Linked DNA regions of Sus scrofa: all the other regions are linked to region 4. Evidence: chromatin contacts called from public Hi-C and HiChIP or PLAC-seq data. All regions are on one chromosome and are shown on one strand. The core of a region is the stretch at or near the end of the contact, and the rest is flanking DNA. Distances in the headings are between cores, read along the strand shown. Region 1 has its middle 260 kb from the start of SPRY1. Region 2 has its middle 340 kb from the start of SPRY1. Region 3 holds the start of NUDT6 (nucleoside diphosphate-linked moiety X motif 6). Region 4 holds the start of SPRY1 (sprouty RTK signaling antagonist 1).

Region 1 (7,323 bases), core at 4,395-6,894, 260 kb after region 4:
GACTCGCATAATTTAGATACCGAGTAAGTATTGAGTGAATATATTATTTAATAGTGATAGTGGCCTAGTAAACTCTTTATAGATGGACCCATAGTGACTTCAGAAGCAATTCAGAGTTTATCTTGTGTGAAAAGATTTGAGGAGGTGATGTTGTTTAGACATTATATCAGCTAAACACTCAATATCCCCTTGGTACCTAAGGTGGGCTTAAGAGGATATTCTGTGCGGCTCAGCAATTTGGGGGAAGCCACAGCTGGAAGGCGGAAGGGAACCAGTGTTTGGAGGGGCTGTGGAACAAGACAGGGAATCCTCTAGGGTGGCTGGAAAGAGGGGGGCAATAGAGGGAGGAGGGGGAAGAAGGTTGCTGTGGCACAGGCTCGCCAACCACTCAGAGCCTGCCACGGGTTCGTGTGGGAAGGGTAATTTCTGATAAAAATAGAAGGGACCTTTTTTTTTTTTTTTTTAAAGTTCAAGCACTTTAAAAGCAACTGTGGGAAGTTTTAATCATAGGGTGGTTCTTTTCTGGAAGAAAAAGACATTTCCATTTTAAATTCAGGGGGTTGAAACGATTGTGTCATTTCAGCTAGAGGAGAGCACGTCAACAAGTGGACATGTTTTCATTGTGGAAAGTATGACTTGAAGATGTAACATTTTCAGTTTAAAAAAGCAAATAATTTCTGAGGGTTTTCTTCCTCCCCTGGAAGACTTAGACTGTAGCTGCATTTAGAAATAAAAAGTAAAAATACCAGGCATCATATTCACCAGCATTTTATAAATAGAAATCTTACTATGTGGTCTGGATCTCTTAATGTGGTTAAGGTATACTGAAAAGAGAACAAAGCTTCTCCCTTGGATGATGAACTTTTCTTAAAAGTACTCTGAAAGATTAGCCTGCAAGTTTACTCGAGTTTTTATGCTTTGATTATGGGAATTATTAGACTGCATGGTAAGGTCTTTGTTTTCCAGTTCAGTGCTTTATTTGTCACTAAAACATCCCCTACTGCACCTATTAGACATTTGACATAGACTTAATGAATGAATTTTGTGATGTTTAGAATGTAGGTTTGCATTAATCATTTAGTGATATCATCAACCACTAATAAGTATTAATAATGATAATCAAGGTAGTTTCATTAAAAGGATAATAAAGATATTGAAAGTGTGAAAATAGTGATTTATTGACTTGCCTTCTTAAAGTCAACATTATTCCATGTTTGAATTAAAGCATAGTTTGTGTAATATAACAATATTCAGGACAGTGTCCTTTTATAGAGAAATTAGACCAATAGCCAGATTAACTCTGCTTAAATATGATTACCATTCAGAAGGATGAAGCATATATCCAGCCCACCCTTCAAAGCTCACCCCAGGGATTGTCTCCTCCAGGAAGCCCTCTGGGACAGCCTTTCCCTTCTTCATACTGGAGCAAGTGCCTGCCTTTTGTTAGGATGCCACTGCATGCTGGAAATAACTCTGTGATTAGAGCTTCCCTAACTTTGTAACGATATGTTCATGGGCCTGCTTTCTCTGCTGGACTAAATTCCATGACAGCAGGGACCAGTGAGTATTCATTTGTCTCCCCACTTTGCAGCACAGTGCATGGTGCAGTGTATGCAAGCCAGTGTTACTTGCAGAACTCTTAAACCGACCTCACTGAGATCCATGGGGATGTAGGCAGTGAGGAGCTAACCCATATTTCCTTTCATGGGGCTTGCCCAGCAGTGGCCTCAACACTGGAATTCCTTCTAGACGACGTAACTGGCCTGATAACCTAACCCTTCTCCGATTTATGGTATTATTCCCAAGATGACTGTGTGCATCTAACTTTGAATTCATATCTTTACATTATTTATAGACTCTTTTCTTATTTGTAACATAGCTTGTTTGCCAACAACATGTATTTCCCATTTAGTCATTTCTTCTACAGGACACTTATTAAGATGATGGACTTTCTAAACACAGGAGACAAATGCCTATGAAATGCCTGGAACAAAATGAGCCAGGCAGCAGATTTTCTCATAGAAGAAACCCAAAGGCACATAATAGAATGCCTCCCAGTATAAAAACAAACAAGCAATTACCTGAGCTGCTTCCTGTGGGAAACTAAGCATCCTACCACCCATGGCGATGACTCCTGTGATTTTTTTTTTTTTTTTGGAGGGGTTGCATCATTCTAAGGAAATTCATTCATGTATTGCTCAACAAATGCACATTTTATTTTTATCTGGACAAACTATATATCTTTGTTCACGTTAATTTTCATCTTTCTACTTTGCTTCTTTTGCTTGTTAAAAAATATATGTTAAATATGCTATTTTGAAAGGCCATACAAGAACTGAATGGTGGTTGTTGTAGGCTTGATAAGTGGGGAGAGAACTATGGGTTCAAGAAACATCTGGAATATTTGTGATGTGGCAGTTGACTGCATTGTCTTCTGGGCTTCAACATTAGCCAACAACTTCAAGAATTTCATTGAGTCAGGATGTATTTAAATTGCATATATTTATTGTTAGCAGTCTGATTCAAATCATATTTAGTGAATATGCTTTTGTTTTTTCTCTTTGTATTACAGTAGCTCTTCCTTCCTCATATTAACCTAATATTTTCAAGAATACTATAGAAATGGAACCTTGGAATAAATCATATTTGGAAGTATCAATGAGAATAGGTGTTACGTATTCATCAAGTGAAGTAATGGTAAAAATCTACTGTGTGAATTGATAATTCATTATAATTTTTAGGGTAATAAGAGTCCTGATTTTATATTTTTCCACTTTGTATTAGATAACATACTAGTCATTCTTTTATAGTCTATGTCCGCCTGGAAGTTCATATTTGAATTTTGGAATTTGCTTCTTTATGTGAGAGAATTATCAATTCATCTTGAGCTTTTTTGTAGAAAAATTATTTATTTGAATTAAAAATCTTCACATTTTACTTCTCCCTGAAAACTAGCATATTTGTTATTTTAGTAATGGCAGTTTAATCAATAGTTTCATGAAATTTGAAGTTTAAGAAGGAACTGCTAACTTTGAAATGTAGATAGTATATTAAATTTTAGATATATGGACTAGAGATAAATTGTGAAATATTCATTTTCCATCTTGAAATAACTCTATGCTTTTGATAAAAAAAATCTTTGTTTCATTTCATAAATAATACTTTTTCAAGTACCTACAGAAAACTATTTTACTAATTTGGGTAGAAAACACTTTAAGGGGTCTGTTATTATGACTATTGTCTAGTATTTGGTTTGTTTCTCATCCCTTTTGATGTTTTCAATCATAGAAATAAAATGAGATCCTTTAAATATGAAGCCAGATACTAACAAAGACTCATTTTGTGCTCACTTCTCATGGAGATTAAGAGACAAAACTTTACTTAGAGAGTTGTGGTCACAAGGAGATGAGGTGTTCAGGATTAGCAACTTTGAAATTAAAGTTACAGATTGTTGGGCTGGCATTTCTGCCCACTTTGGTTGAGTATCTAAAGGCAGTTGCACATTTCTTCATCAGGAAGTCAGGCTGACTTGTGATGAAAGATGATGAAGACAAATCCTAAACAGGGCTTCCTGTTTGTTTAAACCTCCAACCCAAGAGAAAATCGCTTCCAGTTTCTCTGTACAATCATGGTAATATATTTTCTTTTCAGATTGTTAGCAGACTGTTCAGCTTGTACTTGGCATTTCAATCATAGTGAAAAAGGTGAAACCCAAAAGACTCTGAATTCTCATTAGGAATTTAAATTGGATGACCTTTGCAATTAACCTCTGCTTCTTGTCCTTTTCTCATTTCTAACATTTTTCATGAATTTATGTGTATTGATGTCTGCTCTATGGACAGCTTTGAAATAGTTACTATGATGGATAAAAAGGCAAAAATACAGCTTGTGTCCTCAGAGTTCACTCTTACTTAAAAAAAAATTAAGTTAGACTACAGATATAAATTTAAAGATAGTAACTCCTCTGAAAGAATGATTAGATTGTTCTCCTTCTAGTATGAATACTTGTGCAAAATGAGATTTTAAATTTTGTGAATGATCTTTTGAAAATAAAAACAGTAGGAAAGAAAAGGAGTCAGGGAAGAGTACTAAAGTCTTTGGAGAAAGACTTGTTTTCCTTAGAATCCTGGACATCCAAATCATATTTGGGCAGAGGATTAAAAAGTAGGAAATTGATCTCAGCTTTATTCATACAGGAAAACTTGAAAGAGTTAGCTAAAGATCGCTATTATATCTTAGGAACTAATTTGACTGTTACTATTTTTCCTAATATTCTTTATATTATAAACTTTATGATCAGCATTAAAACTTTTTTAAAAAAGAGGAATGGCAAGATTTGACACCTAGAATAACTGATATTTAGAAGATGAAAGAAAAAATTATGTTAAAATAGTAATTTTCTATAAGTAATACAAATAATCACAATACTCTTAATGTTAATTACCCTAACTTAATGCTAATAACTAACCTTTATTGAACATCTACTTCACTTTATTTTGCTAAATGCTGTACCTGCATTTTCTCATTTAGCCCTGGAAATAACTCTATAGTGTAGGTGGGAGGCATTTTATAGAAGAAATTGGGACAAAGGTTAAGCAATTATTCCATAATAAGCCTCAGTGTTCATGCTTTAAACTTCTGCTCAAATCTTTACTTCTAAGTAACATTTTGATTTCTTCCTTGCTTTCCAAATTTTCATCTGCTTTCATTTCTTTTCCTAATTTCTATCCTCTAATTTATTCCCTTGGTTTCTTCACTCTTCTTTCATTCTGTCATAACCCATCTGTGGTCTGTAGTGAATTGTCTCATTTGAGAGCTGGTTCACTAAATTCTGTTAGTGTTGTACTCAAAACAAATGGCAGTGTGCATGTTGGATACATGTGTTTTATTTGAGTAGAAATTGAAGTAAATAGCAACTAAAGCCTGGTTTAAAGCATTTGACCGCTCACGTACACATACACCTACCCACACCCACATCCCTACACAATGTTTTTTTTGGGAAACAAATGATAGAGATTCTGTCCATAAAAGGTGGTCAGCACGTTTGGTCCTGTGAAAAGAAGCCAACAGTTTCTACCTACCCCAATTTAACTGTCTAAAAAACACATACGTTCCAAGTTCTTTTCCAACAACTTGTGTCAGTCTCTGACATCTACTGTAGCAAAAATTGTCTGAATTATTAGCCTACTGAGATATACAGCTATCCTATCAGAAATGTCTTTTTAGAACATGGCACCATCTTTACAATTTGGAGTGCTGATCATACTCAGTCAGACCTTTAATGTAAGATGCTCTGTATGAAAACTCTTGTCCTTTATGATGTTTATTATTTCCAAATGGAACCATGATCAGGATGAAGGCCAGGTTGCCCTTAGAGAAAATGTGCTGAGTTACAATTTCATTGGAAATTATGCTCTGTGTGGTAGTACAAGTAATTCAAAAGATGAATTGCCCTGATCAGACAAAAGAAAAATCTCAAAAAATCTCAAAAAATTGCTCTATTTATCTCCTAGTGCTTCCAAAGCCTTGTTATTTTAATGATTACATAACAACTTGGCATCCATGAACTCTCTGACAAGGTCCAGAATCTCAAATTGTAAAAATACTTTAGCTCAGAATCCGGCATGAAATAGATTGGCAGAACAAGTGTTTTCACATCATGCCTGACCCTGGCCACTTAGTCATTAATGATTTTACTCACCATGGAATTCTGAGCCTAATGATTTCCCTTTTGGCCAAATGAATAATTTACCTAAAGAGGTTAAAAATGTACAAGAATGTTTTTTAATTGAACGGTAATACGTAATGCCATGTGTTCATTACAAATGATGCAACAAAAGTTTTTGGTTTTTGTCTTTTTCTTTGTTGGCCATACCCATGACACAGAGAAGTTCCTGGGCCAGGGATCAGATCCAAGCTGCAGTTGTGACCTATGCCACAGCTATGGCAGCGCCAGACCCTTTAACCCACTGTGCTTGGCAGGGGATCAAACCTAGGTTATGGCACTGTAGAGACACCACCCATCCCATTGCACCACAGCAGGAACTCCTGCTTGTCTTTTGACTTATGTTCATTGTCTTCCTGGCCAGTTAATAATACAAGGCTGGGGTGAGGCCTCATGAGTGGGATCACAGGCCATCCATCATGTTAAAATATGGCAAAGCCTTTACTACTTTTTGTTTCCCAAGTTTTCTTTTTTTTTAAACTACTTGATGAATTTTATTACGTTTATATTTGTACAATGATCATCAAAAAAACCTGATTTTACAACATTTCCATCCCAAACCCCTGGTGCACCCCCCACCCCCAAACCTGTCTCATTTGGAAACCATAAGTTTTTCAAAGTCTGTGAGTCAGTATCTTTTCTGCAAAGAAGTTCATTGGGTCCTTTTTTTAGATTCCACATGTAAGTGATAGCATTTGATGTTGGTGTCTCACTGTCTGACTGACTTCATTTAGCATGATAATTTCTACGTCCATCCATGTTGCTGCAAATGCTGATATTTCTTTCCTTTTAATGGTTGAGTAATATTCCATTGTGTATATGTACCACATCTTCTTTAGCCACTCCTCTGTTGATGGACATTTAGCTTGCTTCCATGTCTTAGCTATTGTATATAGTTTTGCAATGAACTCTGGGGGTGCATGTATCTTTCAGAGTGATGGTTTTCTCCAGATAGATGGCCAGGAGTGGGATTGCTGGATCAAATGGTAATTCTATTTTTAGTTTTCTGAGGAAACTCCATACTGTTTTCCACAGTGGTTGCACCAAATTACATTCCAACCAACAGTGTAATAGGGTTCCCTTTTCTCCACACCCTCTCCAGCATTTATTATTTGTAGAATTTTGATGATGGCCATTCTGGCTGGTGTAAGGTGGTACCTCATGGTGGTTTTGATTTGCATTTCTCTAATAATTAGTGATGTTGAACATCTTTTCATGTGTTTTCTGTCCATCTGTATGTATTCTTTGGAGAATTGCCTGTTTAGATCTGCCCATTTTTTGATGGGGTTGTTTGTTTTTTTGTTATGGAGCTTCAGAAGGTGTTTATAAAGTTTGGAGATTAATCCCTTGTCGGTTGCTTCATTTGCAAATATTTTCTCCCATTCTGTGGGTTGTCTTTTTGTAGCCTTTACTACTTTTTATATTCTGGGGTCCACCTACAATTTTATTGAAAAAATTCTCCTACTATCAAAATTGTTTTAAAAATTACTGTAGTAAATGAATATTTTATACCATGGAAAATGTCTACTTTACATAACCTGAAAAAAAGCTGATTATTAAACTAAAAGTTAAAAATGTTTCTGTAAAGAAAAAAAGCA
Region 2 (7,147 bases), core at 2,545-5,044, 340 kb after region 4:
TAGCAAGAATCCAGATAGCCAAATGTCCCAGAATTCTATAGCTCTTGATTTTAGCTATTAGAGAGACATTTACAAGACTTTTTGGGACTCAAGTCCAAAAATTCAGGGCAAGGCTCTAACTGGGCCAGCCTAGGTTAGGTGCTATATCAGGACACGTTTTGTTGTATGACAGAGAGAACCTAAATAACTTTTTATTGTATATTTTTCTCACGTAACAAGAAATCTGGAGGGAGATGGCTCCAGGGCTGGTTCAGCACTAAAAAATGTCAAGGGGCAGAATATCCAGTATTCTCTCAGCATTCTACTCATGATAGAGAGATGGCCACTGTTACTGTAATAATCATATTCTTATGGCAGCATCTGAAGCAAGAAGAAAGGAGGCAGAAAGAAAACTCCCTGTGTGAAATTTTCTTTTCTTTTCTTTTTTTTTTCAGGATGGAAACCACTGAACTTTAGGTTTAGTGGGGCCTGAATAAATATAATTTGGGGGATCTTCTTTTAGAAAAATAGAACAATATTAATACATTATAAATAGAACAATAAAATACAAAATTAGGCACCAGGTCTTAAGCTGGGTTCGTTGAGAGTATGGGGTTGTTGAGAGTATGGGGCTTCAGCTTTATTAGCTCCCAAGTACATCAAGTCTCTATTGCATTTCTGTTGCCTCCGTGTCTGAACTGAGTCATGGAGTCACTGACTGCAGGAAGCTTGGGAAAGTGAGGATCTGGAACTTGTAGCAGCTACCTTTGGAGATGGGTATCTAAGACTAGGGAAGAAGGGGAGAAGAATGGCTGTTGAATGAGAGCCACTTTGTTCCCACAGATGTCTATCATTGGCATTTTTATGCATAGGCAGAGGTACAGGCTATTAAACATGGGGCTTTTTTTTTTTTTTTTTTTTTTAAGTAACTCTGTGGATGGGTGTAGTGGGATGAACACTATCCCTTCTCTCCCCAAATGTGTTCACCTAGAATCTCAGAATGTGGCCTTGTTTGGATATGGGGTCTTTGCCCTATTTGTCACTAGTTAAGGCCCTTGGGATGAATTATAATGGGTTTAGGGTGGGCTCTGTATCTAATGACGAATGTCCTTTGAAAAGAGGAGAGATACACAGACACAGAGAAGTCGGGCATATGAAGATGGAGGCAGAGACTGAAGTTACACTGTTACAATCAAGGAACACCTGTACTCACGGGAGACTGAAAGAGGGGAGGCAAGCTCCTCCTCTAGGGTCTTCAGAATCCAGGACCCTGCTGACACCTGATTTGTGACCTTCAGCCTCTAGAATCATGTGAGGAGAGATTTCTGTTGTATTAAGCCATCCAGTTAGTGGTCATTTGTTATGGCAGCCCTAGGAAACGAATGCAAAGGGTAGTTAGGAGAAGGGGGTGTGGTGCTGGTGTCCACTGGGGGATTTCCAGCAGGAGTTTACAAGCAGGTAGAGTCATAGATACATGATGAGAGCTAGGCTCGTGTATTGCCTGATGGTCATGAAGAGGCATGGGGATTTCAGTGCTATGAAGAGGTTATGTGACATCTAGACAAGAGAGTCAGGATGACAAGTGCTCTCTTTCCATTCAGACAACTAATCCCTAAGCATTTCTACCTTTTGCTGACTGTCCATAAGTGCTCTACACAAGAAATGTCCCTCTCTCCTCAGTCTTGCCTAGTCACTCACTTGCCTAAATCACTGTATGAATTTCCCTCTGTGAAACTGACATGGAAGGCACACTCCTCCTTTTAGCCCTTCCTGTCACTGGTGTGGAGTGTTGCATGTGTTAGTGTATGTGTGTGAGTGCGTATATGTGTGTGTATAGAGTAATATCTTCCCAATTTTCCATTCTTAGGTATTAAAGGATAGAAGCAGAATCTGTCTCTGGTTTTCTTTTCTGGTAGAAAACTCCTGAAGTTATTTTCAAGGGCAACGCCCAAGGCATATGGAAGTTCCCAGGCTACGAGTCGAATCAGAACTGCAGCTGCTGGCCTACGCTGTAGCCACAGCAAAGCCAGATCCAAGCCACATCTGTGACCTATACCTCAGCTCTTGGCAACACAGGATCCTTAACCCACTGAGCGAGGCCAGGGATCGAACCTGTATCATAGTCGGATTTGTTACCATTAAGCCACAATAGGGAATCTTGGTGTTCTTTTCCCTGGCCAGCTGTGCTCCTGGTAGCTGCCAGTGCATTTTCCTCCACCAGAGCACTGTCTTTCTTTAATGTGCTGTTTCTAATCCATTGTGGCCTGGGAATCCAAATAACCCAGCTTGTTAGAATTGATCTTAATATAAGAGTAAATGCCCCCAAGCAAGCATCTGTGTCCCCCAGTGAGTTTCTTTGGGAATCTATTCTTCAAGTTAGGTGTTAGTTTTTGTGCATGGATAGCCCCAGTAATTTTTTTCTCCACTTCTGAACACTTAAATAGATCCAGCTGGCTGATGAGGTGCTTGACAGCATCCAGCCCATTCTCAGTAGGAATTGTTTTCTCCCCTTTACATTGTTTTTCATGCCCTCAGTAGGAATTGTTTTTCCCCCTTTACCTTATTTTCCGTGCCCTAAGTTATTTTTAAATATGTTATGCGTGGTTTTGTTTCATTTTAGGATATTGATGAGATATTATTAACTGGAGAACTAATTCCTTACTTTTAAAGCCTCCATCTTGGGGGGGGTTACCTTGGCCAAACTATGGATAATGATAATGTGCAGTTTGTTTTGGGCTGTTTAAGAGTTTGTGTTATTAATGACTGACACACAGCCACCATGTGTGTCAAAGCCAGGGTTAGCTAGAAAGGAAAAACTGTATGAGAATAACCTGATTGTGCCAAGAGGTCATATTTTAAACATACACTCAGCCCTCCGGAACCGTGATTTCCACATCTGTAGTCGGCCAACCAGAATCTGTGGAGATGGAGCCCACTGCTACAGCATTTTATGTAAGGGACTTGGGCATCTGCAGAGGTCCTGGAACCAATCTGCCCATGGGTGTGGAGGCCAACTGAACTGTCCTTAGCAGCAGCAGAAGTCATGGGAGAGGAGCCGGTGTTTCCTAGGATGCATTGTTTATAAGTCAGGTTGCAGAATGTTTTTAAATCGTGGGATGACATTTAAGTCAAAATGATAAGAGTAGGAATTTTGACGTCAGAATCAGTGAGGTATTTGGATAATCATCATTTGATTTTAGAAATGTTTTGAAGTGGACCCCGTTTCTCCTATGTCCTTTCCCCATCATCCTACGCTTCTCAACAGCATGAAGTGCAAACTCTCGTTGTGAGAGTGAACGGTGAGGGGCAGAAAATGCATGTAAAAGTCCCCAAAGCTCAGTGTAAATAGTCACAGCCTTTAAAAATAACGCAGGTTTAAGAAAATGAGAGCCTCTATAAATCACTGGAAAGCTCGATGATGATTCTAACTGCAGATGGGCTTTTAAACAAGTGAGTTTGCTGCTGCTTCGCAACTCCCAATTGGATATTAAAAAAAAAAAGGCTCTTTCTCAATTTCCTGTTCTTGTGCCTTATTAAAATCATTCTGTTGCTCTGACCCCCGCCCCTGTTTCTTTCTTCTTTTCACATCTGTGTTTATTCGGGGAGGATGTTACCCACAGTTCCCGGCCATGAAGAATGCATGAAAGTCATGAGGATGAGATGGTGACCCAGCTACAGCGTGTGTGAAATGAGTGATGGGAAGAGAGAGAGAGAGGGAGAGAGCAAGCCGTGGTGCAGGGTTATGAGTTGTACAGTTATTTCTAGCTTTGAATTGTTTCCAAATCTCATACATTCACAGACAGCCTCGCCAAAGCCCACAGCTGTCATGCATTTTCAACAGATTCCACAGGGCCTAGATGAGGTTTGAAGGCATTCCTTTGCTCTTACACATTAGCTAAAAGGAATTACCGTAACATCTGATATTGTGGAAGTGGGATATTTGCCATCCTGACCTTGCCCAAAGCCGTCCGGAAATAGGGGTCCAAGAATGTATTATCTCATGCAGCCTCTAAAGGTCACTGGGGGCCCCTCAGAGGTTTTCCAACAAAACCCGAGCACCCAACATGCTCTGCATTTGGAGGAACTGTGCTGTTTTGTATGGACACGGTGGGCAGACACGTGTTCCCACTGCTATTTGGATGTTTGTCATAGGAAAGGCATGTTCCACTGGAGAAATTCCCAGCTGTCAGTAATGCACTGATACACCACAGCCAAATCATCTGAGGACGAGCCAAGTAAACAGGATGTTCACAATGTGTGTTATTGCATGTGTATGTAGCAAAACTTCTGCCCATTTCACAGCCTCATAATGGGATTGACACGCATTGCTTAATCTGCATCTGTCTGTTTAGGGTAGAAACACATAAACACCAATGAAACAATGTGTTAGAAAGCCCTTTCTTTGGCTATATGGGCTGTTGATATGACGGGATGAAATCTGTATAAATTGGGAATGAAGGAATGAATGTCATGAGTTTACTTCCTGGGAAGTGACTTCAAGTCATCCAAATGCAGATTAGAGGAAATGATCAGATCATCAGTGGCTATTGTGAGTTAACAAAGGGGACTGAGTCTCCATGGCTATTTTTACAGACCACTGGAGTCATTCTTTCTTCTTGTAAGATACTCATTAGTTGAGTTATGTAAATAGATGTACGGAAACAGGTCAAAGTTATGTCATTGCCCTTTTCTGTTTGGAAATACTGCTGTTAACTGTTAGAGTCTAAGCATGTTCCTGAGGCAGCAATTAGGGAAAGGAGAGTGGGGAGTTCCTTCAGCATTCAGTGCAGAGTGGGTTCTCTGAAAAAGAACATTAAGTATCCTGTTAGGTATCATACTAACTTCTCTGGGTATGCAAATCCCCTTTACCCAAGTTGGTACATTTATTCATGATAATCACAGTGGGTAACATTTATTGCAAATTTCCTATTGGCCAGAACTGGGCTGAGTCTTTAAAATACATGAACTCTTTAAATTCTCACAAAACATAGAATGTTGATATTATTATTATTATTATTCCTCTTCTACAGATAAGGAAACTAGGGTTCAAGGAATTTAGTAGGCTTGCCTAAGAAGATAGAGCTAGTCAGACAGCAAGCTTGAAGCCAGGTCTGTTTGAATATAGAACACTTGCACTTAACCATAGTTCTGTGTATCTCTGCTTTATGTGAAATCTGATTCTGTCATAACACTGATGTTATGTTTTATTGAAACATGAATCCTTGTATCTTCTTCAACAGGCTTTATGTACAAAGATAATTTTGGTATTCTAGGTCTATTCATTTAGAAAACTTCACTAACCTAGCATGTTGAAGGTTTAGGACTAGGCTATGAAGCCTTGGTAATGATTTTTTTTTTCAATTTTGATCTTTTAATTATGGTTATTACACACTGCATTCAAAACTTATACCAAGATACACTAATTTAAGCCAAAATCACGTGTCAGGATGGAATCTTCTAAAAATTTTGACACTCTTTCAATAGTTTTTATGTGTTAAACATAGTGGAAAAAAGAGTTCTAAATGCATAGAATATGTGTGCTTATTTTGGTTTATGACAATTTTAAACACTTGTACTGTGATGTCTGGCAGAAGACAGTTCTACCTAATGGTTAGGACACGGGTTCTGGACTTTTATTACTTACTCTCTCTTGGGAAATTTAATTGATGTCCCTATGCCCATTTTCCCCTGATCTGTGCAATAGTGTATAGAGAAATAATAACTATTACCTCGTAGTATTGTAGTTAAGATGTGATGAGAGGATACGTGTAAAATGTGTGCCCTGTAAAAAGTATTCAACAATTTGCTCTGAAATGCCTTTTGGCATTTCCCTCATTGGTCTTTGTGTTATTTTTCTCCAGGGTCCTCATCGCAATCAGACATACTGGATTATGTTTATTAAATGTCGTCTCCCTGACACAGACCATAAGCTCTGTCAAAACAGGTATGTTTTGTTCTCTGCTATATTCTCATTTTCTGGAACAGTAGACGGTACCAGGTAGGCCCTCACAAATATCTGTTAAATGTATAGTAGCTATTATTCTTATTACTGTTAGCATCTGTTTCAGACTCAGATACCAGGCTTTAAAAAAATCCTCAAAATACTGGTTAGGTTTGCATAGTTACCAAGAGGCTTCAGATGTATTTGATTTGTAGCCATAAAATTTAATATTTTGTAGAAACATCAGAGCATATTGGGTTTAAAGTCTTTGTTTTTTTATAGTTTATCTACCTGTTTATTTTCTTTTTTATTTTTATTTTTTCCATTATTGTTGATTTACAGTGTTCTGAAAATTTCTACTCTACAGCAAAGTGACCCAGTCATACATACATACACACACACACACACACATACACATAATATTCTTTTTCTTACATTATCTCCATCATGTTCCATCACAAGTGACTAGATATAGTTCCCTGTGCTATACAGCAGGATGTCATTGCTTATCCACTCCAAATGAGATAGTTTGCATCTATTAACACCAAACTCCCAGTCCATCCCACTCCTTTTCCCTCCCCCTTGGCAACCCCAAATCTGTTCTCCAAGCCTATGAGTTTCTTTTCTGTGGAAAGATTCATTTGTGCCATATATTAGATTTCAGATATAAGTGATATCATATGGTATTTGTCTTTCTGACTTACTTCACTTAGTATGAGAGTCTCTAGTTCCATCCATGTTGCTGCAAATGGCATTATTTTGTTCTTTTTTATGGCTGAGTAGTATTCCATTGTGTATATATACTACATCTTCTTAATCCATTCATCTCTTGATGGACACTTAGATTGTTTCCATGCCTTGGCTGTTGTGAATAGTGCTTCAACGAACATATGGGTGCATGTATCTTTTATTTTATTTTTTATATAATACATTTTTTTTCACTATAGCTGGTTTACAGTGTTCTGTCAACTTTGTGCTGTATAGCATGGTGACCCAGTTACACATACATGTATAGATTCTTTTTTCTCAGATGACTGGATTCGGAAGATGTGGTATATATACACAATGGAATACTACTCAGCTATAAAAAAGAACAAAATAATGCCATTTGCAGCAACATGGATGGAACTAGAGACTCTCATACTAAGTGAAGTAAGTCAGAAAGAGAAAGACAAATACTGCATGTATCCTTTATTTATAAAGTAAGAGAACGTAAAATATCCTGAG
Region 3 (6,958 bases), core at 478-2,977, 380 kb before region 4:
GCTCTAGATTTACTAGAGCTTATTATACATTGCCTAATGATATCTCTTGTTATCTATTTCTAATCCTAATTAATATTTTGTGTATTTGCAATCCTGAAGGTTAACATAAGATTACACACTGGGGCTCAATTCATATTTATTAATGACTGGGTTTGTTTAAAGCCACACAGCTAATGAGTGACATAGCAAGTAGAACCAAGGTTATTTCCTCACTTATGCAGATATATATGAAGCTCAACAACATATTACCTGTTCATTCATCTAACTTTACAGTTATCAATAACAGGAACAATAAAGCAACAGACTTCATGTGTAAAGGTACTTAACTCTTGCTAATACATTATATACAATCAGTCCAATTTACTCGAATAGATTTGGATTTAATGGGCTTTCTTCTCAGGTTATTTTAGTTTATTTTTATAGGCAATATGATTAGGTTTTGTTTGACTCAATGACAACTAGCAATGGCACTTAACGGTGCTGTAAGAACACATTCTAGAGCCAGGGAAGTTAATCTGTCTCAGTACCATCATCCCTGAAATGAGGATAATAGTACATACCACACAAGTTGTTATGAGAATTAAATGAATCTGTATTCATGAAGTTTTAAAAAGTGTCTAGCACTTAGTGCAATTGCATTAAAAAGTTACAAAAAGCATATGGTACTTCAAAGTTTATAAATTAGTTTCATGTAATTTATCTCTGATCACATCTATCCAGTAAAGTAATTAGAGCTAGCATTATTCACATAAGCAACCTAAGATAAAAATATTTTCAGTGGTGATTTGCCTAATGGCTGGCTAGCTGTGTGGCAGAATCTGGGACTTGAAACTTGGGTGTGGGACTCCAAACCCAACCCACTTTCTGCTTTACCTTCCTGAGATAGTGCTTTGATCACTTGTTTGGCCACTTACGAGTAACAAGTGTGTGCAATAAACACCTGTGTCTACCCACACATATGACACACATTAGAGGATGAACACCGATTTGATCTGCTGGAGTTAGCAACTGTCCCAAGTAGGAGAGAAAACAGGTGAAGAGATAAGTAGCTTGGAAATGAGGATGCTTAAAGATTAACTAGCTCTACTCTATTACCATAGATGCTCACTTGCCATATGCTGCACAGAATAAAGATTATTTGAAGTTTCCTCTTAGTGTGAGAGGATATTTTTCCATGGCTAAATATCCTTTCTCTGCTTTCAATTTGATTATGAAGACCCTCAAGGGCAGTTTGAAAAACAGGTTGCTCCACCAAATCGAGGGCTCTCAAAGTGAAGGTTCCTCTTCACAAGCTTTCTTTTTTTTAATCATTGAATTCAAGGTTCAAAGAGAATAAAGAGAATGGTGAGCTTTGTTCCTGAAGACTGAAACCATTCACCAATCTCCCCCGCTAATTATAAAGGGAGTGTTGCTTTCTAAGTAGAAGAAACTCTCTAGTTCTGGGCACCAGAGCTCCTGATCCCACTTGTGAACAAATACGACCACTCGGAGCCTCTTCGGCCCACTTACGGTCCACCACCTGTATCAGAAAACGCGATAGGGTGTTTTTTTGTTTGTTTTGCCTTGGGCAAAGTGCCGGGCAGAACCAAGTCTCAGTAAACGGCAGTAAATAATTATGAAATAATATTAACAAACGCGGAGCAGTAAGTACGCGGCAGCTATAACGCTAAGCACTTAATAAGCATTGTCCAACTTACCCCTTAACAATCCCATGAGTTCCTGTTACCTGGTTTTACAGATGAAAAAAAGGTGATTTACAAAACTTGCCCAAGATCACACACTAGAAAGAGGACCAGAAAGTAGGGCTGCAGACCTAAAGTTTGAGCTCGTCACCATTTCCCCAACAGCCTCGGAAACCTCCCAGCCAAGGGCACGAGAACGAAAGGCAGAAAACGGGTGCGGGTCACACACGCCCTCTCTCCTTCCCTCCAGAGCGACTCGGGAGTGGGAACCCCAGTTACTTGGTTAGAAAGGTCGGGAGCCCGGGGAGCCTTGATCCAAGCGCACTTGCCCTGCAAAGCTCTCTGGAAGGCGACGGTGTCCAGGCGGTCCAGAGCGTCTAGTTTCACCGAGACGCCCCCGAATCTGTCCAGCTCACCCCTCAGCTCGCCAGCTACGGAAGGGGGGTCCCGAGAGCAACCCAGGAAACTCGAGGCCCCACGGAGCCCTGCATAAAGCATTGCGTGGCGCACCCGAGCCAGCCCAGTGAACCAGCAGCGGCCGCTCCGCAGCGGCGGCATTTCCACGCAGGCTCTCGTGGCCTCAAGCCTCAGCTTCCAAATTACCCAGCGGGTTTGCCTTAGAACGAAGAATGCTACCGTAAGTTTTAGAAGAGTACCACCCACCCTATCTCAGGGTTGAGCAGGCATTACCGCTTTGCAGCTCTAGGTAGAGGAAACGGCAGTCCTGTTGACTGACTCCTCTCAGAAGTTTGCCTGGCTCCCGCCAAGCGGGGAGAAACTCCCACAGCTTTCCACCCTCCCGGAGTTACCCCCACCCATTTTAATATTAAAGGGACGTTTGTTCAGGGATGGAAAATGCGGTGGAGATAAGAAAAATTCCTGTTTTTCAGGAATTTACAATCTAAAGGACAGTTCTGTCCACCTACTCCTTGGCAGAAGTCAGAACCTCTTCAACGAAGGATCCTCGGTTCTCCCGCTCCTCCTGCGCTCCACTCCGGGGATTACGGCGCGGAACAGAGCCTCGCTGGCTTCTGCCCCGGAAGTTTTTCTCTCAGTGAAGCGCGCACGTTGAGCCGGCTTCACCGCTGCTTCTCTCAGGCAGCCTTGAGATCATGTCTTCCAAGAAGAACAGAAAACGCCTGAACCAAAGCACCGAGAATAGTTCGCCCTCGGCCTCCGCTGCTTCCTTTCCTGAGGGGGCCACAGCTTCAGCCGTGGCGGCCGGGACTTTGGTGGTGATCAACTTCCTAGAAAAGGGTAAAGAGTTCTGAGAGGGAGGTCCGAGGCCGAGGGGGTGCTGCCTGAGAGGACGAAAACCTAGCGGTTCTACCTTGAGGGGAAGAGGTTTTTAAAAAGTTGGTCGAGGCAGCGATATGAGCGCGGCACAGAAGTCCTAAAACACCTGAAGCTGCGCCTGCATTGGAAACGTGAGGCAGAAATGACTTAACCATGGCAAGTCAAGCTGCATTTTTTGAATTTCTAAGTTTCACTTGAAACAGCCTAGGCTTGTTTAAGATTAACGGCATATGTAAGTGTAAAATCGCTCATATCAAGCGAGCTTTGTATACAATCACCCAGTTCGGTGACCATGTGGACCCGTCCTTCTTGAGAGAGAGGTCGATGTGCCTTTAAGATTGATAAGTGGCTTTTCCCCTGTTACACCAGTTCTGGTATTTAATAACAGCTGTTAATTGTACACTGGCGTTAGCAGTAGGTTGCGCATTTCACTTACGTGTCTCATTTACTCTTCTCAGAGCTTGGGAGATGGTATTGTGTTCTGCCCATTTTACAGAGGAAGAAAAGTTAACGTGACCGCCCCAGGTTACACAGCCTACTAAATAAATAACAAAGGTTTATTTGAGGCCAGAAGTATTTGACTCTAAAGCCATTGCTTTAGATCAGGGCAACCTTGACTTGAGAGAACGGATTTAACCGAAACGCATTTAGTTGGTAAAGCTTCTAACAGTCTTGATGTTTTGTGGTTTTTAAAAATGGTTCAGATTAACCTAGCGGCAAGATTTTTATTTCTCTATTGCAGACCCTAAAGACTATCTTCAAGTTAACATTGCGTTTTCAGTCTCTTTTGGGGATCAGAGGGCAACTAGTTGGGTCTTGCTGTCTTGCACAATCTCTTTTTCTTTCTTTCTTTTTTTTTTTGCTTTTTATGGCCGAACTCTGGGCATATGGAGGTTCCCAGGCTAGGGGGTCCAGTCGGAGCCACAGCTGCTGCTCTTCTCTCACTCCTCAGCCTCTTCCTATTTGACATCCACCCTATTATTCCATCAAAATGGCACCTGCCCTGGTGGCTGATTATCTCCATGTGGATAAATCCAATGGATGGTATTTCATTATTTGACCCCTCAGCAGCTTTTGGTATTGTCTGTCAGCCATTTCTACCTTCTTTAAACAGTTTTCTTCTTGACTTATGTATCATCACTTTCCCAGAGTTTTCCCCTTCTTTGGTTGGTACTTAATCAGTTTGTTTTGCAGGCTCACCCTTATCTACCTAACTGTCCAAAGTAGAAGCTTCTTAATCCTTAGTCCTAAACCCTCTTTTTCTCTATATGAACTTTCTTCAGCAAGTTCATCCACTTCCCAGAGTTTCCCATTTATACCCTTATTTTCCAGATTTGTATGTGTAATTTATATTGTTTCTGAGTCGATTCAATTGTCTTCTAGACCAATGCGTTTCAAACTCTGTAGGAAAGATTTTGAAATTAATGACGTGGCACAGTAACACTGTTGTAAAATAAAATAGAAGTAAATTACTGGCAGATAAGTTAGAGATTTTTATTAGATTCAACATATGTAGAATTACTTTGTCAAAATGCGATAAAAGCTTCTAAATGCATATCATTTTTTTGTTCTTACCTCATCATGAACAGTAACAAATAGTTTGTGGACTACATTTTTTTTAAATTGGAATATAGTTGATGAACAATATTTTGTTAGTTTCAGGTGTATGTCATTGTGATTCCCTTTTTTTTTTTTTTTTTTCTTTTTAGGGCTGCATTGGTGGCATGTGGAAGTTTCAGACTAGGGGTCCAATCAGAGCTGCAGCTGCTGCCCTACACCACAGCCTACACCACAGCCATAGAAATGCAGGATCCGAGCCTTTTTTGCCACCTACACCACAGCTCACAGCAACGCCATATCCCTGATTGAGGTCTGGGAGCCTGAGATTGAACTACATCCAGTGGATACTAGTTGGGTTTGATTACACTGCACAACAATGGGAATTCCCCACTTTTACTGCACCTGTTGAGGTGATCATATGGTTTTTGACTTTTGTTAATGTGGTATATGATGTTGATTGATTTGTGTATGTTGAACCATCCCCACTTTTAAATACATTAAATGATTACCATGATAAGTCTAGTACCATCTATCACCATACAAATTAATATAGTATTATTGAGTATATTCATTATACTGTACTTCTCTGTGACTTACTTTTTAATCGGAAGTTTGTACCTCTTAATTCCTTTCACCTGTTTTGCCCAACCCCCTCCACTCTTCTCCCAGCTAGCAACCATCCCTTTGTTCTTTGTATCCATTTGTCTGTTTCTATTTGTTTTGTTTTTTAGATTCCACATATAAGCGAAACCATATATTTGTCTTTTTCTGACTTACTTCACTTATAATATCCTCTAGATCCATCCGTGTTTTTGCAAATGGCAAGATTTCATTCTTTTTATGGCTGAATAATATTCCATTTTACTATATCCATTTTATATGTATAAAAGTTCTCTATATATTTTGGATATTAATCCCTTATCAGATATATCATTTGCAGAAGTCTTCTCTCATTTAGTAGGCTGCCTTTTTGTTTTGATAGTTTCCTTCACTGTGCAAGAGCCTTTTAGTTTGATGTAGATTCATTTTTTTTATTTTTGCTTCTGTTGCCCTTGCCTTAAGAGATCCAAAGGGAGTTCCCATCGTGGTGCAGTGGTTAACGAATCCAACTAGGAACCATGAGGTTGTGGGTTCGCTCCCTGGCCTTGCTCAGTGAGTTAAGGATCTGGTGTTGCCGTGAGCTGTGGTGTAGGTCACAGGCACTTTGGATCCCTTGTTGCTGTGGCTCTGGTGTAGGCCAGCGGCTACAGCTCCAATTGGACCCCTAGCCTGGGAACCTCCATATGCCGTGGGAGTGGCCCTGGAAAAGATAAAAAAAAAAAAAAAAAAAAAGAGAGACAGGTCCAAAAAAATATTGCTAAGACCAAATTCAAAGAGTTATGTGTGTACTTTCTTCTAGGATTTTTATGGTTTCAGGTCTTATATTTAAGTCTTTAATCCATTTTGAGTTTATTTTGTACATGGTGTAAGAAAGAGATCTAGTTTGATTCTTTTGCTTGTAGCTGTCCAGTTTTTCCCAGCACCATTTATTAGAGAGTCTGTCTTTTTTTCCCCCTTATATATGTCGTTGATTAATTGCCCAGATAGATGTGGATTTATTTCTGCATTCTTTATTCTGTTCCATTGATTTATGGAACTGTTTTTGTGTCAGTACCATATTGTTTTGATTACTGTAGCTTTCAGTATAGTTTGTGCTACCTCCAGCTCTGTTCTTCTTTCTCAAGATTACTTTGGCTATTTGGGGACTTTTGTGGTTTTATACATATTTTAGGGTTACTAGTTCTAGTTCTGTGAAAAATGTCATTGGTATTTGTTAGGCATTGCGTTGAATCTATGTTTCAGGTAATATGGGCATTTTAACTATTAATTCTTCCAATCCATGAGCAGAGTATATCTTTTCATTTATTTCTGGGTTTTTTTTTTTTTTTTTTTTTTTGCTTTATATTAATGGTTTTTATTTTTTTTTCATTACAGCTAGTTTACAGTATTCTGGGTCACCATGCTGTATACTGTACAGCATGGTGACGCAGTTACACATACAAGTATACAGTCTTTTTTTTTTTTTTTTTTTTTTTTTTTGTCTTTTTAGGACTGCACCCGTGGCACATGGAGGCTCCCAGGCTGGGGGTCTAATCAGAACTGTAGCTGCTGGCCCATGCCAGAGCCACAGCAACTTGGGATCTGAGCCACATCTGTGACCCACACCACAGCCCATGGCGCGCCAGATCCTCAACCTACTGAGCAAGGCCAGGGATAGGGATGGAACCCGAAACCCCATGGTCCCTAGTCAGATTTGTTAACCACTGCACCACGATGGGAACTCCAAGCATACATTCTTTTTCTTACATTATCATTCTCCATCGTAAGTGGCTAGACATAATTCCCAGTGCTACACAGCAGTATCTCATTGCTAATCCATT
Region 4 (6,316 bases), core at 1,785-4,284:
GCATATCATTTATGCTTAAGAATTACAAAACTTCTTGGAAAATTATTTCTATTTTAATTGATTGCTATTTAGCTGAGTTTTTAAATTTTTTTAATTATACAAATATATTACAAAATTTAAGGAGTTTATGATTTTAAAATTTTGATTTGGGGAAATTATATCATAAATAAAGATAAAGCAATTATCATAAAATACACCTTTATGATATATTGTCACATACCTTTGCAGTAAGGAGTGCCACCTTTTGAGTTTTGAGATTTCATATATTCTGAATTTTGTTTTAAGTAGGAACTGTAATGTTATATTATCATCTTCTGTATATCAATGTACATTTTCTTGGTAACTGATCAGAAGCAATGGCGGGATATACATCTTTTTAATCTTATTTTATTCTTTAAAATTATTTTCTAATTCAACTGTAAGGGTAGATTCCACCAATCCTTTTACTGAGATTGATATCTAAACATTGTTAACTAAGTTTAAAGGCATTCCTTTATGACAAACGGCATTTGCAAGATTTTTAGAGGCAATCCACATTTTTAGAGGATGTTTATGACAGGAGCATACGGGGCAACATTTCCAAAGGGGCACTCATAAACGAAAGAGGAAAAGACTCGGGGAAATCCTGTTCCAGGTTTTCAGGCAGCCCGTGTGATTGACACATGATATCACTGGAGGCGTGTCCTGGGTTGGAGGTGGAGGTGGAGGCAAGGAGCTGAAATTCTGCGGAGCCAGAGTGGGACTGCTCTGTAAGGCACGCAGTGGTTTGCAGAGTGATAGCTGCAGACAGAGCTCCCTGCCCTGGATAAGGAACAGCTACATTCGCTGTAAATGTGCCTGAAGAGCAATATCCAATCTTTGCGTTAGGTAAGAACTGTTTCCTTCCTTTTCTTCCGTAGACATTTTAGGAAAGATTAGCTGAGAAATGTTGGCTTTTGCAAGGAACTGATTATTTCTTTGAAGTCGCTTTAGATGTAAGATTACTGGTTGAATTTCAAGTTACCAGTAGCATTCCCACTGCTAAAACTAATGTTCTTTAAGTAAATGATACCACTGAAAGAAAAAACAGGGTCTCTTTCCATCTTTCCCCCCCTATATCCTAACAGTGACAAATTTAAAGTCTGAAATGGTCGAAAGTGTGAAAAAGTGGGTGGTTTATGCTGAAGAGGAGCTGGCACTCCGTGTGTGTACCAAATGCATGTTTGTTTAGGCATTGTTGGCGACCGAATCCCGAGCAAAGCGATTGTTTAAAACCTGAATTTCCCGTCTCTGTGTATTGATTTCCAATGAGCAGAGGCGTCGCTTGAACGTTGTTTGAACTCCTAGGCATTCCAAGGGCCAAAAGCAGTTCGGCAAAAACGTGCAAGACTGCATGTTACTTTGCTTCGCTGCTGACACGCCGACTGTACGCCCGCCTGTCAATCACTCGGAGCAGCAACAGCCAGCACATGGCAGTGGGTGCGGGCGGCGGGCTATCTGGCCAACCGCCCGCTCCGCTCCACTCTGCGCCCCGGCGGCGGGGCGCGCTACGCGTCCAAGTGCCTGTAAAGAAAGGGAAATTAACGTGTTTTTATCTTTAACCGTCTGCAGCAGGCATTTAGCCCGTGGAACAGGAGGCTCGGAGGACTGGGAGTGAGCGCTGCCTGGGAGATACTGACCGCCAGGACCGGAGTTCCCGGGGACGCCGTGCCCCCACTTGCCGGGCGTGCGGGATCCGGAAACTGCCTGAACCTGCTTGGGGGCCAAGGGACGACGCCCCATCTCCTCTCGCGAGGAGGACCCCCAAACTTCGCTCCCTTCGCTGCCACCCCTAAAAAAGCGGGTTAAAAAAAAAAAAATCCCACCCACGGGGAGCGGCGGCTTGGCCTCGCCGGCTTGTGTTCCCGGGCCCTGCACGGCTCTGTGACCCGCCTGTGGCTGCCGGTTCGAGCCCTGTCTCAGGCGCCGCGGAGTCTCGAGCGTCCGTGACGTGGATTTTCACGCGTCAGAAGCCGCCACTCCCGCCCTTCCCGCGAAGGAGCGACTGGACCCCGAGAAGCACCCTCGTTCTTGCTCAGCGGCGGGTCGGCGGGGAGGTCACGCACTCTTCTCCTACCGCTCCCTAGATCGCTATCAAGAGAGACTCGGAGAGCCCCCCGAAGGAAATTTTTTTCTGGCTCTTGGAAGGAAGCAGGACGAGAAGAGCCTGGGAGGTGGATGTTACTGAGCTGCGCGGCGCACGCGAGCCGTGAAAGATCTGCACCCGGCCGCGCGGAGTCCCTGGAGGATTGTTCCCCGCAGCCGGAAGGGGGCCGCGGGGAGCGCTCCTGCCCGGCGGCGGGGGCGGAGGAGGCTGCGGGTCGACCGGCCGCAGCTCAGGCCATGCCTCTCCGTCCTCTTCGCCACGGTTGATGCGGCGCTTGGTGCGTCGCCATCCGCACCAGGACCCCCGCCGGGTTGCAAAGCTTGGACCCCCGCCCCCGCTTCGGCCTAGGTGAGTGCGGGGCGGCAGCACTAGGCGGCCTAGGTCGCAGGGGCGGGAGGCTGCTGGCTGGGCGGGCTGGGCGGCAGGTGCCTTTCTGGGGAGCTGCGCGGGGGCCGGGCCGGCGCAGGGAAGGGAGGGGGGAGAGGGGGCGCCCCCCGCGTGCGGCGCGGCCCCTCCCGCCCGGGCGCTCGAGGCTGGGCAATCCCGCGGGCAACCTTCCGCCGCGCTAGACCGCCAGGCGGGGTTCCCCGTCCCCAGTCGCCTGCAGCGGTGGCGCCATGACCCGAGGTGTCCTCGCAGAAGCACCCTCCACGCTAAAGACGCTTTCAAGTAGGCTTTTGGAGGGTCCGGCGGGGGCGGGGCGGAGCTGCTCGGCGGGTCCTGGGGGCCGGGGGCCCCGAAACGGGCGTGTGCCGCAGCACACCCCGACTTCTCTGGTGACCCCTGGGCTGAGTCGGTGTGCGCCCGAGCGAGCTGCCACTTTATTCCCTGTAGTGAGAGCAGTGGAGCGGCAAGGGGAGGGGTGAGGGCACTGCCACTTTAAAAGCGGGGAAGTCCGCCCTCCTGAGGTAATGGTAACCTCAGCCTCCTCCCCTCCTCCTGCCCGAGAGAGAGAGGGAGCAAAAGAGAAAACTTGTTTTCATTCATAACTTTTTCCTTTTCCTTCCTCTCCGTCAACTATTTATTCCGCGCTGCTCTCCGCGCGGATCGCAGAGGGCGCAGCTCTGCCGCGGTAACTGGCAATGTGGCGACGCCGCTCTGCAGGCTCCGGCTCTTTAGGAATCCGGCTTTTCCGTTAAAGTGTAGACAGATATTTATTTATAACCCTCCCTGCCGCGGGGCTTGCTTTCCGCCGGCCACGTTCTCTCTGAAGGCTCTTCCTGATTTGTAAGCATCTTTGGTGGGATACGCCAAAAGGTTTTGGAAATCCGCGGTGATCCTTAGGATGTGATGGGATTGGCCGAAAAGGTATTCGACTTGGATTTGGGGTTTCTTGGGGCAAACAGGCGATCGAGAACCTGTGACCGTGTTTGGAACTAGATGGAGGACTGTCACTGCTTGAAAAGGGGCTTTACTTCAGATCAGAGGTGGCTCTTTCTCTTTGCTTTCTCCTTTTATCTGGTAGTCTCCTTTACCGCCCAGGATGATCTTCGTTACAACTAGCATTTAAAACTCAGATTCGGTTGTGCCTGGTGTTTTTTTCTACCTTCAGATCCACGGGTTTTTATGTGGGTTTTTTTGTGTGTTTTTTTTTTCGCTTGGAGTCTGACTTAGTACTTTTAGATTATTTTTGTTTTAAAAATAGTGGGTTAAAAAGTTTTTTGCGAGGCAGAATGATATTGTGCAGAATAACCATGGAGTATTTTGAACAGCCCTTAAGAAATCCAGGACTAAACCCAGCAGGTTGTGAATGTGTTTCTCCTTAAGTTCAGAGAAGGTATAAGAAAGTGGAAACGTGAAGATCTGCTTTGGGAGAATGAGGGAGGGGAACTGCAAGAAGTTAACGTGTAAGACTTAGTCCAGCGACACTCAGTGAAGTTGATAGATGAAATGGTCTTCTTTCCGATTTATTCCTTAAGCTGATGTGTTTGGCTCAAGGTAGAAGTGGAGAATGGATTTTTTTTTTCTTTTCTTTCTTGAATTGGATCAGATCTGTAGACTTTGGGAGGAATTTGTATGAAAATAATCTAATTTACAACCTTGAAAACAGAAATGTTTTTAAGTTCGATAGTTTGTTTTATGGAGAATACATTATAAGTGAGAAATAATTTACTCTTGGTATAGAAACGCAAATGCTTATTTTCATCAGGATATCACTGTACTTTATTACAAGAAGCACATTGATTCGGAGTTGGCAGTGCTTTTGAAAATCAAGATCTGGCACATAAATACAGATTTTTAAATTAGAGGAAATACAGATAATTAAAATGGCCAGGATTTCCCAATACTACTTTAAAGGCCTAACACTTATTTGTGCATGAAAGTTATCTCGTTAGGTGAGTGAGCCCTTATTTAAACTTACAAAAAATCTTTTCATGATTTCAATTGTGAATACTCTTAACACTCACCGAACTGTATATTGAGTTTTCTGTGTGTTTAGAGGCTGTAAAACACCAAGAACTGTATTTGTCTATGTTCATTTTTGCAATTTGTAGATTAATTAGCTAGTTTTAAAATTTTGGTTTCTGCTGTAAATGACCTTTTATTTCGAGATTTCATTTTAGTTTAGAATCTCTTGAATTTTTTTTTTAGTGCATGGAGTATACCTTGACTAATTTTTCACCATTAATCTAATGCTTGTTCACATCAAATAACAAAAGGCAATGGCACCAAAACCGTTCTTAATTTTTTTTAAGGTGGATGTTTTCCTTTTTGGAAAACACCCATGAACTGTTACTGAGCTTTCTTTAGATGAGAGCTGTTTATTAGTGCTTATACTCAGTATTCCCCACAAGGGCGTACTCCACTTTAATTGTTTGTTAGATTCACAAACAGGAAGATATTACTTCTTGATTCTGCTTTTTAAAAGTTGAAAAAAACTCCTAATTCTTATGGCGTGGGGTCTCTTGCTTACATTCTTCTTCTATGATGTGGTCCTTAGTCTCTCTTGGAATTGGACTCTGGCCAGGACCCCAGCATCATTGTAATCCGCTGATGAGGGAGATCATTACCAGGTGGTTTAGGCAATTTGTGACTTGATGGGATTTCTCGCCTCCCCCACTTCCCCCAAATGCTTCTTGTCATTTATTTTTCTCTCTCTCTCTTTTTTTTTTCCATCCTTGATTTCCTTTTAGGATTTCAGATGCATGCCAGGTTTCCACTGATTGGCAGAATTGAAGAGCACTACACATGGATCCCCAAAATCAACATGGCAGTGGCAGTTCATTAGTTGTGATCCAGCAGCCTGCTTTGGATAGCCGTCAGAGGCTAGACTATGAGAGGGAGATTCAGCCTGCTGCTATTTTGTCCTTAGACCAAATCAAGGCCATCAGAGGCAGCAATGAATACACAGAAGGGCCGTCAGTGGTGAAAAGACCTGCTCCTCGGACAGCACCAAGACAAGAAAAGCATGAAAGGACTCACGAAATCATACCAATTAATGTGAATAATAACTACGAGCATAGACCTACCAGCCACCTGGGCCATGCAGGACTCTCAAATAATGCCAGAGGCCCCATATTGAGCAGATCAACCAGCACCGGAAGTGCAGCCAGTTCTGGGAGCAACAGCAGTGCCTCTTCCGAGCAGGGGCTATTAGGGAGGTCACCACCAACCAGACCAGTTCCTGGTCATAGGTCTGAAAGGGCAATCCGGACCCAGCCCAAGCAGCTGATTGTGGATGACTTAAAGGGTACCTTGAAAGAGGACCTGACACAGCACAAGTTCATTTGCGAACAGTGTGGGAAGTGCAAGTGTGGAGAATGCACAGCTCCCAGGACCCTGCCATCCTGTTTGGCCTGTAACCATCAGTGCCTTTGCTCTGCTGAGAGCATGGTGGAATATGGCACCTGCATGTGCTTAGTCAAGGGCATCTTCTACCACTGCTCCAATGACGATGAAGGGGATTCTTACTCGGATAATCCTTGCTCCTGTTCACAGTCACACTGCTGCTCTAGGTACCTGTGTATGGGAGCCATGTCTCTGTTTTTACCTTGCTTACTCTGTTATCCTCCTGCTAAGGGATGCCTGAAGCTGTGCAGGGGGTGTTATGACTGGATCCATCGCCCAGGGTGCCGATGTAAGAACTCCAACACTGTCTATTGTAAGCTGGAGAGCTGCCCCTCCCGGGGTCAGGGTAAACCATCATGATTCCTGGAGGTGGGTTGAACCTCCTGAACTGCTCAATTTCAA

What was found. A called contact is a pair of places that touch in the nucleus more often than the background predicts. HiChIP or PLAC-seq counts read pairs in DNA pulled down with a chosen protein or histone mark.
Region 1: a Hi-C map of subcutaneous adipose tissue shows a contact between it and region 4, with 2.1 times the contacts expected there. The contact joins the enhancer-like site here to the promoter of SPRY1 in region 4. A contact is called at or near these places in 3 of 5 promoter capture datasets (fetal liver, liver and skeletal muscle), 7 of 47 Hi-C or Micro-C datasets (embryonic fibroblasts, epiblast stem cells, liver and 3 more) and 1 of 2 datasets of contacts at active chromatin or transcription factors (skeletal muscle).
Region 2: a contact with region 4 is called in an H3K27ac HiChIP or PLAC-seq map of skeletal muscle, with 6 times the contacts expected there. The contact joins the enhancer-like site here to the promoter of SPRY1 in region 4. A contact is called at or near these places in 3 of 5 promoter capture datasets (fetal skeletal muscle, liver and skeletal muscle), 9 of 47 Hi-C or Micro-C datasets (embryonic fibroblasts, epiblast stem cells, fetal skeletal muscle and 6 more) and 1 of 2 datasets of contacts at active chromatin or transcription factors (skeletal muscle).
Region 3: an H3K27ac HiChIP or PLAC-seq map of skeletal muscle shows a contact between it and region 4. The contact joins the promoter of NUDT6 here to the promoter of SPRY1 in region 4. A contact is called at or near these places in 2 of 47 Hi-C or Micro-C datasets (fetal skeletal muscle and heart right ventricle) and 1 of 2 datasets of contacts at active chromatin or transcription factors (skeletal muscle).

What each region holds. Positions count from the first base shown.
Region 1 is chr8:100,601,977-100,609,299 of Sscrofa11.1, reverse strand. It overlaps a transcript of SPRY1 not described here. Among named protein-coding and RNA genes, the nearest start is that of SPRY1, 260 kb to the left of the region's middle. Within about 2 kb of position 5,644, at least 9 of the 83 cell types and tissues checked have an H3K27ac peak or open chromatin away from gene starts, as enhancers often do. A contact at or near this core is called in mesenteric adipose tissue and subcutaneous adipose tissue, where this site is marked.
Region 2 is chr8:100,521,073-100,528,219 of Sscrofa11.1, reverse strand. It overlaps a transcript of SPRY1 not described here. Among named protein-coding and RNA genes, the nearest start is that of SPRY1, 340 kb to the left of the region's middle. Within about 2 kb of position 3,794, at least 32 of the 83 cell types and tissues checked have an H3K27ac peak or open chromatin away from gene starts, as enhancers often do. A contact at or near this core is called in embryonic fibroblasts, fetal skeletal muscle, liver and 2 more, where this site is marked.
Region 3 is chr8:101,236,936-101,243,893 of Sscrofa11.1, reverse strand. It overlaps NUDT6 (nucleoside diphosphate-linked moiety X motif 6), which reads right to left and starts at 1,727. Exons shown (of 8, transcript XR_002346434.1): 1 at 1,698-1,727. SPATA5 (spermatogenesis associated 5) reads left to right here and starts at 2,795. Exons shown (of 17, transcript NM_001177913.1): 1 at 2,795-2,939. The coding sequence starts at 2,795.
Region 4 is chr8:100,857,875-100,864,190 of Sscrofa11.1, reverse strand. SPRY1 (sprouty RTK signaling antagonist 1) reads left to right here and starts at 3,034. Exons shown (of 3, transcript NM_001267835.1): 1 at 3,034-3,433; 2 at 4,275-4,461; 3 at 5,260-6,316. The coding sequence starts at 5,315. The coding sequence ends at 6,274.